Linked DNA regions of Mus musculus: region 1 is linked to region 2. A link is a contact called in public Hi-C data. All regions are on one chromosome and are shown on one strand. Each heading gives the region's core, a stretch centred on a gene start, on an enhancer-like site or on the middle of the called end of the contact. The rest is flanking DNA. Distances are from core to core; before and after follow the strand shown.

Evidence for each region. Hi-C and Micro-C count contacts between places; a contact is called where the count stands out from the background.
Region 1: a Hi-C map of the N1E-115 cell line shows a contact between it and region 2, with 5 times the contacts expected there. The contact joins two enhancer-like sites. A contact is called at or near these places in 2 of 15 datasets of contacts at CTCF or cohesin (large pre-B cells and pro-B cells), 20 of 484 Hi-C or Micro-C datasets (the AtT-20 cell line, the N1E-115 cell line, cardiomyocytes and 14 more), 9 of 115 datasets of contacts at active chromatin or transcription factors (craniofacial prominence, embryonic basal ganglia, embryonic forebrain and 6 more) and 1 of 9 other capture datasets (embryonic stem cells).

The regions. Positions count from the first base shown.
Region 1 is chr13:55,959,159-55,964,802 of GRCm38.p6, forward strand. No RefSeq gene overlaps it. Among named protein-coding and RNA genes, the nearest start is that of Gm31542, 52 kb to the left of the region's middle. Within about 2 kb of position 4,088, at least 26 of the 459 cell types and tissues checked have an H3K27ac peak or open chromatin away from gene starts, as enhancers often do. A contact at or near this core is called in the N1E-115 cell line, where this site is marked.
Region 2 is chr13:55,810,344-55,815,860 of GRCm38.p6, forward strand. It overlaps a transcript of Catsper3 not described here. Among named protein-coding and RNA genes, the nearest start is that of Pitx1, 18 kb to the right of the region's middle. Within about 2 kb of position 3,043, at least 3 of the 459 cell types and tissues checked have an H3K27ac peak or open chromatin away from gene starts, as enhancers often do. A contact at or near this core is called in the N1E-115 cell line, where this site is marked.

The sequences.
Region 1 (5,644 bases), core at 2,838-5,337, 150 kb after region 2:
ACCAAATTGCCAAACAGAAGGGGGGGAGGCGGGGAAGACAATGACATATTTTAGGGTACTATTTCACCTCTGCAAATCAATATACAAGCCATTAAAACTACATTTTTCCATGAATGATAAGTGTAATTACCTCTCTCTTGCCATAAAAACTTGTCCTTATTAAATGTAAATATTTAAAAATGATTGAAATATATTTGAAGGGCACTTTATAGCCTGATTTTATATGCTGACATCTGGGCTGCCTTTCCTAAAACACTCTATTTCTTGGAGAGTTATTAAATTAGTATTTTGAAAGGAGTAACACGGGGCTTTCTCCTCGCTCCGGTTTTAATTTCGTACATGTTTAGATTTACTGGGAACCCAAGAGTTTATATATGGGGCTAATGCATCATTCTATCTGTGGTGCTTGCACACGTAGAAGCCATGATGTTACTGGCGGAGGGAATCTTTGAACAATTGCATTGTTGACTGTGTACCCCACAAAGAGTACAGGAGCAGAGATTCCAAGAGTCCTGCCTGTAAATGTTTAATTTTCCAATTCTTCTTTAGATCAGAATGATTTAAACAGCATTTGCTTTTACCTTTTAACTAGTCAGCTTTGTAGATAGTGAGCTGCCCGGCCAGTTCTCCCCGGTGAGATGTGTTGACGCCCTGATTTAACAAAGTTGAAGACTCTGTGTGTGTGTGTGTTTGTGTATGTGTGTGTATGTGTATATATATATATATATATATATATATATATATATATATATATATATATACTTTTTTCAGCTTTATTTTTTGGAAGAAAATTTTTTTCCTTATAAGTTCTTAATTTTGGCTGACTCACAGCACCTCTGTGTTGAGAAAGTCTGCTCATTCATGCCTGTGCTTTGAAAGAATCCCAGACAAGGACAGAAAATCTAATATTTGAAAAATACAAACTTTGCTAACATGTTTCATTCTGGAGGTTAAAAAGATCTAGCCCACAAATGTGCAAGAATTCAGTGTGAGTGGCTCAAAAGGTTTTTTTTTTTTACTCATGATAAACAAATAATTCTTGGATGGTTGTATCCCTGAGCTTCGCATAGGAAAGCAGCCATCCATGCAAGCGGTGCTGGGCTCACCCTCACGCCCTCTGTGCTTGCTTTCTTTCACTATGCTAAATCCTTGAGGTGTGTAAAGATGTTATGATAGGCAGTGGGTCAAGTCATCTTGAACATGTAGCTTTTTATACATTTTTCTTTGCAGAGGAAAATTTTTCTTCAAATCAATCCCCCCAAATAAATGGTTTGTAAAAACAAAACTCTATTTGTTTTGAAATTGCACACAAGAAGCCAGGTTATATAGCAACATGTCTATTTGTCTTCTGCCTGAAGAAAAGAAATTTGCGTGTAGCTAGCAATTTTCCCTCATAATAAACTTTTAAAAATTGAAGTTGTCTCTAGGGAGAAAAAAACATCAGCGAAGTGTGGATATTTGTAAAGGGCTCTTTTCACTTGTCCATTGGAACGGCTTAACCTTTAGTAGCTACTTTGTGTCTATTTTTTTTTATAGTTCTGCAGATGTATATTTCCAAAGTTATAAAAGTTTAAATATTTGCTATTTTTAATTACATAGATTCTTCTTAAATGAGCAAATGTGCCATCATAGCCTGCAGAGATTTAGACAAGTCTTAAAATAATAATTCTTCTTCTTCTTCTTCTTCTTCTTCTTCTTCTTCTTCTTCTTCTTCTTCTTCTTCTTCTTCTTCTCCTCCTCCTCCTCCTCCTCCTCCTCCTCCTCCTCCTTCCTCTTCCTCCTTACATTTTACTAGATCCGCTGGCAAACTGTTTGGCATCTGAGCATGTTCTCAGTGCCGCTGGAGGAGAGCAAATGAACAGAGGCTCACACAGATCACAGGCAGTGGCTTGGGAATTTTTTTTAGGAGGCATATTTTCTTACGTTAATGCCTTTGTAGATTCCATCCACGTTTGGACATCAAAGGGCGTGCAATTAATAATGGGCATCTGGAGGGCGGATCACATGCTTCCGATGTTAAAGTGGGGAAGGACAGGAAAATCAGCCGTGGTCAGGTATTAGCTGTAATCATTTTTAAACAACAGCCTAGAAGGCTTCTCCTTTGTACCTCTGCTCTCTGAGAAATGCAGAGGCACATACACTCGAAAAGTTCCCTGGGAAGCCTGCCTTCTGCTGGGCCAGTAAGTAGAACGAGATCTGACCCCAGTTACCAGGGCTGACTTACTCAGATAACCTTAATTTCTTGACTAAAACCAAACTCAGTGTTGTGTGAACTCTTTCCCTAACCCCACATTGGACATATGGGGTCGGGCAGTTATATTATTAGAGTCTTGGTTAATTCCAAAATGAATGTTTTCAAATACTAGGATAATAGTAACTTGCCACTCGCTGGAACCAAAGGCATTCTTAGGCATTATTTATTTCTTCTCTTTTATGGTAGCCTGTTTGTCTTTTTCAGAGTGATCTATGTTAGCAAGCCCTAAGTATGAGATAGTCAAGTCAGACTATATGTGTGTACAACAAAACCGTGCCAGCTTTGTACTCCAAACATTCTAGCAAATATAAAAACCTGCGATGTTTAAACAATGATTTTCATTTCAGTCTGTCACAGATAATAAAGAGATGCTGTTTCTGAGGAAATTAAAAAAACTGACATGGGAGAAATATTTATTTGCTTTCTACATTGGCTAAATGACTAGTAGATATTTTTTAAAAAATCAACCTGTAAATAGACAGATGCAACCAATTCCCTTTCATTAACAAACGCTGCGATTTCATAATAAAGCAAATTCATTAAAAAAAGTTTGTAGTCTTAAAGCTGAAGCTGCCACTTTCAGCCTATTTTAAAATACTAAAAAAAAATTGATATGCTAATTGGTAGAGGGAGAAAAAAAATCTTGTAAATCTTTAAAAAGTAGCTTGAATTTTTAAAGGCTCTTCTGGCAGGTTCAGGTAGGAAAAAAAAACAACAAAAAACAAAAAACAAAACCCTGTCCATTTCGTACAAGTTCTGTACGTTTGCCTCTCGCCTGAGTCTGCTCAGCAGCCAGCTTTGTTTTCCTTGTCGGCATAAGCAGGATCGGCAGCATGCTTTAAAGTTAATTAGAAGCAGGGTCTATATCGCCGTCAGCAAACATGTTATAAGCTTACTATTTAATAGTGATTCCGGGTAAGGCCATCATCCCCTTCCTAAATCCAAATATAAAAGCTGAAATCGTATTTGTTAAAACTGTCATGTTGAATTTGTGACCCAGATTGCTTTCTCGAGGCGTGCTGGGCCAGAGTTTGAGCAAGGACTGCTCCCAGCTGCAGACACCCAGAGCCCAGCAGCCTCCTGCGAGGGACTGAGTCGCTGGCTCCATGCTGCTCAAGCCCTCCGGCCTCCCCCTAAACAGGACTTCAACTTAGTCGGCTCTCCCGGCTTTTCCACATTGTAAAACCATTTGATTTATTTGTTTGGTTTGGTTTGGTTTTTAGAAGCTCTGCAGAAATTATTTCCTACTGGCAGAGAGGGCACTTGGAGTTACACCACATTAGTTTCACATCATTAGTTTAGCGTTCTCAAACTTAAAATTGGAAAGTATATGGACGGGCTTCTAGAGACCTCAATTCTGACCAGAGCAGAACAAATTAAAGCTGATGGGTTCCTTTTGCTGTCTAACGCGTGGGGCGATACATCATAAAGCCCTGCGGCCATGCCGAGGGGTTCCCTCTGTCAGCTCTGGAATTTGGTGGTAGGAAATGTTAGTTATTTTTAAAACGCGGGGAAAAGTCCACAGTTGCCATTCAGATTAAAAAACAAAAACCGTAATTGTATGTCAGTAATTGTAGCAGGCAGTCAAGAAGGGGGGTGCCTGATGACGGTCCGGACCCCATATTTTCAGCTTCTCTCACCTCCAGCCACCTCCATTCTGACTCTGGATCTTTATAAATAATTTAAAACCCTCGACCCAGGGAGGGCAAGCCAGATGCTCGCTCTGTTGGACCGGAGCACTAGGGGGTTGGCTGGGTGGGCGCAGCTGGGATGAGGCGGGTGTTATCCTGCTCTCCATCCGTGGTACCCAGCCGAGGAGGCTGTGCGCTGCTGGTGCCTGGTGGGACTAGAGCGAAGGCCCTGACTCCAAAGTGGCTCTCTGCATCTCTCCCAGGCTGTTCCAGCCCCCGGTGGCTTCCAGTCCTTCTCAAGCTCTGCGAGAAAGCCAGACCCGAGAAAGCCAGACCTTGGTTTCTTCCGGCTGTAGTGAGGGGACCAGCATGGCCCTCAGGTGAGTGCTTCCCGAAGCTCTCCTGCCACCTGTTGGCCGCTGCTGGTGCTGACGCGATGGGAGGAGCTGCGTATCCAAAGATCCTTTAAGACTGGGTTGGTTTCCTATTTGGCCCAAGGTCACAGGGCCTGGGGACCAATACCTGTCTCCTGATGACCCCTCAGGCACATTCTGGGTTTCCTCGTCCGTTCATCTGACCAGATCACGGCAACAGCCCTATGGAGCACTCTCAGAAATGCGATATCCAGATCCCTGCCTCTGTAGAAAAGATTACTGACAGTTGAGCTGGACATCCTGATTCCTCTCTTGGCTTCCTCTCGCCATCCTTGTTGGGCACAGATCTGATGTGTAAGAGCGCTTCTGGGATAGACAAGGCTTCTCCTCTGATGGCTAAGCCCTCTTGGTGGGGTGCCTCTAACATTGCCTGCATGGTTTGGGATTTCTTGCCGTTGAGCAGAGGTTCTGCCCAGACCTTTCCCTTTCTTTTCTTCGTATAGAGCCTCTCAGGGTTTGGATGGAAGGGTTGTATCGGGCACTTCCGCTAGAGATCCAAAAGAAGTGGCTCACGCCTTTAATCCCAGCACTTGGGAGGCAGAGGCAGGTGGATTTCTGAGTTCGAGGCTAGCCTGGTCTACAGAGTGAGTTCCAGGACAGCCAGGGCTACATAGAGAAACCCTTTCTTGAAACAAAAAACAAACAAACAAAAAACAACAACAAAGAAGTGTATTGGAACTTCTGGTGCAAAGAGAGAGCCATGCCTTCTCCCGTTTGAACGTCAACGATCACCTCCAAATATCACAGAAGAGCCGCGGTGTTCTGAAGGGCTGTCTTCCTAGCTAACAGCTGCATACGAGCTTGGGTACACCCACGGGATATTTCTGCAGGCAGTCTTTAACAAAATGTGGCTCTTAGTGTGGTCATTTGTCGATTAGGAGTATAAGACAGGGTGGCAGGCATGCTTGGGACACACACACAAACACTGCCCACCCCCAGGACAAAGCAACAAATCTCCCTGCGTTACCTGTGAGCCCAGTATGGGACCAATGGATCCAGCTTGACTTTGAGAATCTCTACCACACGTTTCTGAGGGAAGAGGCCCTGTATGAGGCCACGGCGGTGCCTGCATTCCTATTTTAGATGTGTGTATGTTTGTGTGTGAGGAGGTCTGAAGCCACTGTTGGCCCATAGGTGGTCCTGGGTCCCTCTGGAGATATGTTTTTTTTTATTTATTCCATGGGCTTTATGCACAGAGGCCCATGCCACTCTCAGCTCAGCCACCTGCACCACCCCTGAGCGTTGTACAGGGCAGCCATGAAGAACGGTTGGCCCACACTTGTACCTTGCCTATATTGAACCTCAGGTCTTTAATGGGTAGTAAC
Region 2 (5,517 bases), core at 1,793-4,292:
GGAGGAACTTAACCCCTTAAGCAGGGCAGTTAGGCCCCAGGTAGTGGCTCCAGTTGGGGTCTAGTGTGAAGCAGGCGACTCTTAATTGTAGGCCCTAAATGTCCCCCTAGCACAAGGAACATGTAGACACGCCTACCTGTTCCTGTCAGGAACCCGGGGGATTTCCCCAGGTATTTTGAAGTGAACAAAACCCGGAAAACCTTGTCCCAGGAAGGCCTGCTGGAAACTGTGCAGCTTTGGACACAGGGCGTCTGTGCCTTTGAGGCCACAGGTCCAGCCTCTGACAGTGGAAGGGAACTACTGCTTTAAAACAAAACAAAACAAAACAAAACAAAACAAATTGAACATGTGTAAGAGGGCAAGGAAAGATGTTGCCTGCCCAGGATTTGGTGTTTCCTAGGGCTTGGCCCTCTCTGCCCCCACCCCTAGCTTGTTAGGATGTAAGGTGGATGGGAGGGAGAAAGCTGAGCCTAGCTAGCATAGAGAGTAGGAGCCTACACAGGGCCCGTGTGAATGTGACTCCAGAGAGAACCGGTTCAGGATGTGAAAACAGAAGCTCAGATTTGGAGGTCAAGGCCCCAGGTGTGTGGGTCATCAGATGTGGGGTGCATGGGTCACCGGATGTGGGGTGCATGGGTCATCAAACAGGGGTGCATTGGCAAGCCACCTTTAAGAACAAGAAATCTCTGGAGAGCAGAGAACTGGGCTTGAGTGCAGTGCTCAGAGCTGGCCCAGCCCCATTGGCAGAATAAACCAATGGCTGTTTGGCGGAGAGTCCCAGTGCAGCTTTTCTGTTTGGCTCTCTCAGCCTACAGAGCAAACACTGGCAGTTTGCAAGTCCTACTTGGGTTCTCACCAACTCAAACAGGCTTGGCCAAAACTTCGATTGATTTGCTTGGGACAGGAGTTCTGCTTGCCGGGGGACCTGGCTGTAGAAAGTAGGACTCACTTCCCTGCCCTAACCCCTGGGATCGCATGGGGCTGTCCTGCATGGGACTTCTACTTGTGCCTGGGCCCTCCCTCCCTCTGGCTCACAGCAGGAAAGGTGTGGACCTAACCAACCGGGAGGTGGGTTTTTGTTCTTATTTGTTTTTATTCCCTGGACCGACTTTGGGTCCACCAGCAGTCCAGTGGTGTGGAGGCAATCTCTGTTTTTCCATCAGCCATCCAGAGCTTGGTAACTAGACACTGGGAGCAGTGCACCATGCTTCAAAGACAACACAGGGCCTTGGAAACAAAATGGGCCTTTGACAGGCAATGGTCCCAGTGGCACGGAATCATTGCCTGCTTCTCACTCTGTCCTGCATCCCACATGGGGCTGCTTGGTTGTTCTGCAAGCACTTGAGGAGGCCAAGGTGACTGAATTCCTTCTCAGAAAGGAGATGTGGGCAGAAAAGAAGGGATTCAATATGATGGACACACCACCTCTAGACTGCTCTTCCCAGAGAGAATTTCTTTGCTCTTGGTTGGCTGTGCCACCGTTTCCTGTGTGCTGTTTTAATTTCATTAGAGGCTTTGTGTGTCAGACCCTGTAAGAACTGTGCTGTGCAGGCCTGGGTCTTGGCTAGCTCCTGGTTAGCTCTCCTGTGATGGAGAGCCAGGGTAGTGGCGAAGCAGAGAGTACCGAGTGGACAGTAGGCTTGGAGCATCTGCCAGACAGCAGTTAGGGACGGGGAGAGGGAGAGGGGATCTGAAGTGTCCTTCTGGGCTGAGAACTGGACCCCTGCTGTTCTCTGGGCAGGATAGAAGTCATCATTGGGATTTTTTTTTTTTTCTCTTTGAGACTGAGTTTCTCTATGTAGCCCTGGCTGTCCTGGAACTCCTTCTGTAGACCAGGCTGGTCTTGAACTCAACAGAGATCCACCTGCCTCTACCTCCTGAGTGTTGGATTAAAGGTGTGTGCTACCACTGCCAGGGTTAAGTTGCTGCACTGAACTTTTTGATGGGGCCCAGTGAGTAATATATTAGACCATGCGGAGCCTGGATTTTATTTAGATTATATTAAAGATCCTCTGGGGCATAAGTGTCTATCTTGGGGAGGGGGAGCTTGCCTAGTGTGCCTGGGTTTCAAGATAGAGATGTAGAGAAATAGAGAAATGAAGATATAGAGATATAGGTAGGCAGACAGACAGACAGAAACACACACACACACAGACACACAGACACACACACACACACACACACACACACACACACACACAGAGAGACAGACAGACAGAGAGAGACAGACAGAGAGAAGACAAGATTATCTTTGAACTGGAAACTGTTAAGAAGGTTGGACATGGTGGTAGATGCCTTTAATCCCAGCAGTCAGGAGGCAGAGGCAAGTGGATCTTTGAGTTTGAAGCCAGCCTGGTTTACATAGTGAGTTCTAGGACAGTCAGAGATATGCAGAAAGGCCCTATCTCTCAAAAACAAAACAAAACAAAAGCAAAATAACAAACAAACAAGAGGACATATGGATTAAGCCTCCAGTGATCACCAGAAGCCATATCTAGTATCCTGGAGGGTGGTGGCACCAAACGTGGCTGGCTTTTGCAAAATGGAACTGTTGGCTCAAAGATGGAGAGTGGGAGAGGCCACAGGGCAATGAAAACTTTGTTTTTCAGCCCCAAGAAACAGAACTGACTGAAGCCTGTGCATATGGGCCACAGGGAGAGGGAGGGGCTGAGGGCAGAATCTCCCACTGTCCCCGAACCCTACCCAGGGTAAAAAAAAAAAAATCTTCCAAATTTGATGCTGAGCCAGAGGAGGAGGAGCCTAGCGAGCTCAGGCCAGGACCACAGGTTCTTTCTGTCTTTATTGGCTGAAGAAGCCCTGCCTTCTGCTTGCTTGCGCTTCTGTTTATCAGCCTCCTAAATGTGGACAAGTTTAAGCATAGCACACAGTCTCAGGCATTGTCACGATTCCCATGCAGCAGGTGGCAAAACTGAGGTTCGAAGAGGAGGTGTAATCTATTCAAGGTGGTACAAGCAAGGAGCAGGTCCAGCCCAGCACGCCGGGCTCTGCAGCCCCTCTGCGTGTAGCAGCCTCTGGAGGAATCCTCAGTGCTGTTTTATAGGTGGGCAGGCTGGCACTGAGTGAAGCCCACGCAGCCAAGATCAGCACGCAGGCGTTTGGTATCTGAACCCGGGCCACACACGCACCCCTTTGTTCTGGTGGAGCATAGAGACCTTTTTCTTTCTCGTTAAAGCTCTTTCTCGAATGTTAAAATTTAAGCTGTGATTCCTTCTGACTACAGTCTGCCTGACTGGGAGGGAGGGAGGGAGGGAGGGAGGGAGTGGGGCTCACACAGGCCTGGCTTGGCTAGTTCCTTGGCTTGTCCCCAGTGCTTGGTAGGGCCCTCTGAAGTCTAGTCCTGGAGCTCCAGGAACCCTAGAGAGAGAGAGGACCACAGGAAGCAATCAGTGTGTGAGGAGAGGGTGGTGACTGTGGTGCCTAATCAGGAAATTACAACCCAGGCAGAGAGAGGGTTTGGCCTAGGAGGTGCCTTTCCCTGGGCTCCTGTACAGCAGAACCACATGGAGGCTTGGCTGTGTACAAGTGGGTGTGTTGAGCAGGCACAAGTGGCTGACCAGGCAGGGTTAGGGAAAAACTTTGGAGGGGAAACTGAAGATACCCTGCTGGCCGGTGGGAGCTGAGGCACCGCACGGGGAGGAGTCATCTCAAAAAGCTGCTGGCATTTGGGTGGGATGGAGTGGTTTGTTTTTATTCTTGTACCTTGTTGCTGTTTTGTTGTTGTTGTTGTTTTTAACCAATTCTTGCCAGAAAAAGGGAATGAGTTGTCTGTTGTGAAAAACTGTACATACACGAGGCATGATACCACCCTCCACGCCCCCCCATCCCCACACATACATATACACACACACATACATACACACACACACACATACACATACATACATATACACACATACACATATACACATACACACACATACACACATACATACGTATACACACATACACACACATACATACACACACATACACATATACACATACACACACATACACACATACATACATATACACACATACACACACATACATACATACATACACACATACATACATATACACACATATACACATACATACATACACATGCACACTCATACATATACACGCACATACACATATATACACACATATACACATACATACACACACATGCACACACATACATACATATACACACATACACATAAACATACACACACACATGCACACACATACATACATATACACACATACACACACATATACACATACATAGACACACACATACACACATACATACATATACACACACATACACATATACACACACAGTGGCAATGAGTTTTCCACCCCCTTTTAGGTAACAGAAACGATATATTGAAACTAATGTTGGCCTGGTTTGGAGAATGGGTTCCCTTTGTCTGCATTGGGTAACACAGAGGGCGTGGCCTCATCATAAGGCAATGTGGATTTGCTTTCCTAGACGCCCAGTGGCAAAGGCAGGGGATGCTGAATGAGGCTGCTCACCGTGACTGCAGTAGAAACAGGGAGGGAAGGAGGAGGCCTCACCTCATACTGAAGGTGAGAAAGTGGGCTGAGTTCCTGTAAATCTGTACACGTGACCATTAGGAGAAAGAGTTTATTGATAAAGGGTCATCTTGGTATTTAACTGGCTGAAAAAAGTGGCTTCTAGGGCCAAGGTTGATACCACAGTCATCTGTATTGCGAAATATAATTGTGGAAATCATAGTTTGGGGGCAAAGTGTGTTCTCACTCATTCTAAAACTTTATGGATATTAAGAACTAATCGTGTTTTATGATCAGGAAAAAGTATGCATTTTTTTTAATCCTGAAAAGTATGTTAAGGGACACGCGTGTGTGTGCTTGTTCATGCACCTGACAGTGCACAGGCACCTGTGTGTGCACACCTACGAAAGGTGAAGGTGTTCCAGGCAGAAAGGAAGGGGGGTTCGAGTGTGCAGTGGCTGGGCGAGGGCTGAGGTGTGTGTTGGTGAGGTCCCATGTAGTTTACAGTGAGAGGGGTCCTGTAAGGGATGGTAGAGGGGAAGTGGATGATTGCTTTAGGACCCTGAGGGCCTTGAATGTCTTTAAGGGAGCAGTGACCTGGAGGTAGCAGGATTCAAGGTTGGCTCCTAGCATCTAAACCTCCTAGTTCTGCTCTCTGTCTCTTCCAGGGATGTCCCCTTGCCTGGCTCAGATCTACCTCAACTGCACACTTGTTCCCACACCTACTTATCCTTCAAGGCTCAATCACATTGCTCCTTCTTAGACGAAGTCTTCCCAGATCACTCCAGTTATCCTTGGATTTCTTCCTTCTTGCCTGTTTCCCCTTGAATTTTCCTATTTTTTCCCCCATACTCATTCTCTGTGTAGACATTTCTTCCAGAATTACCTGGTTACGGGAGTAGACTGAGAGGCTGGGCTTTAAGAGCCGGATGCCTGAGAGATGCTGGCTTTAGAATCTTGACAAGGGAGAACTATGGCTGCATATAG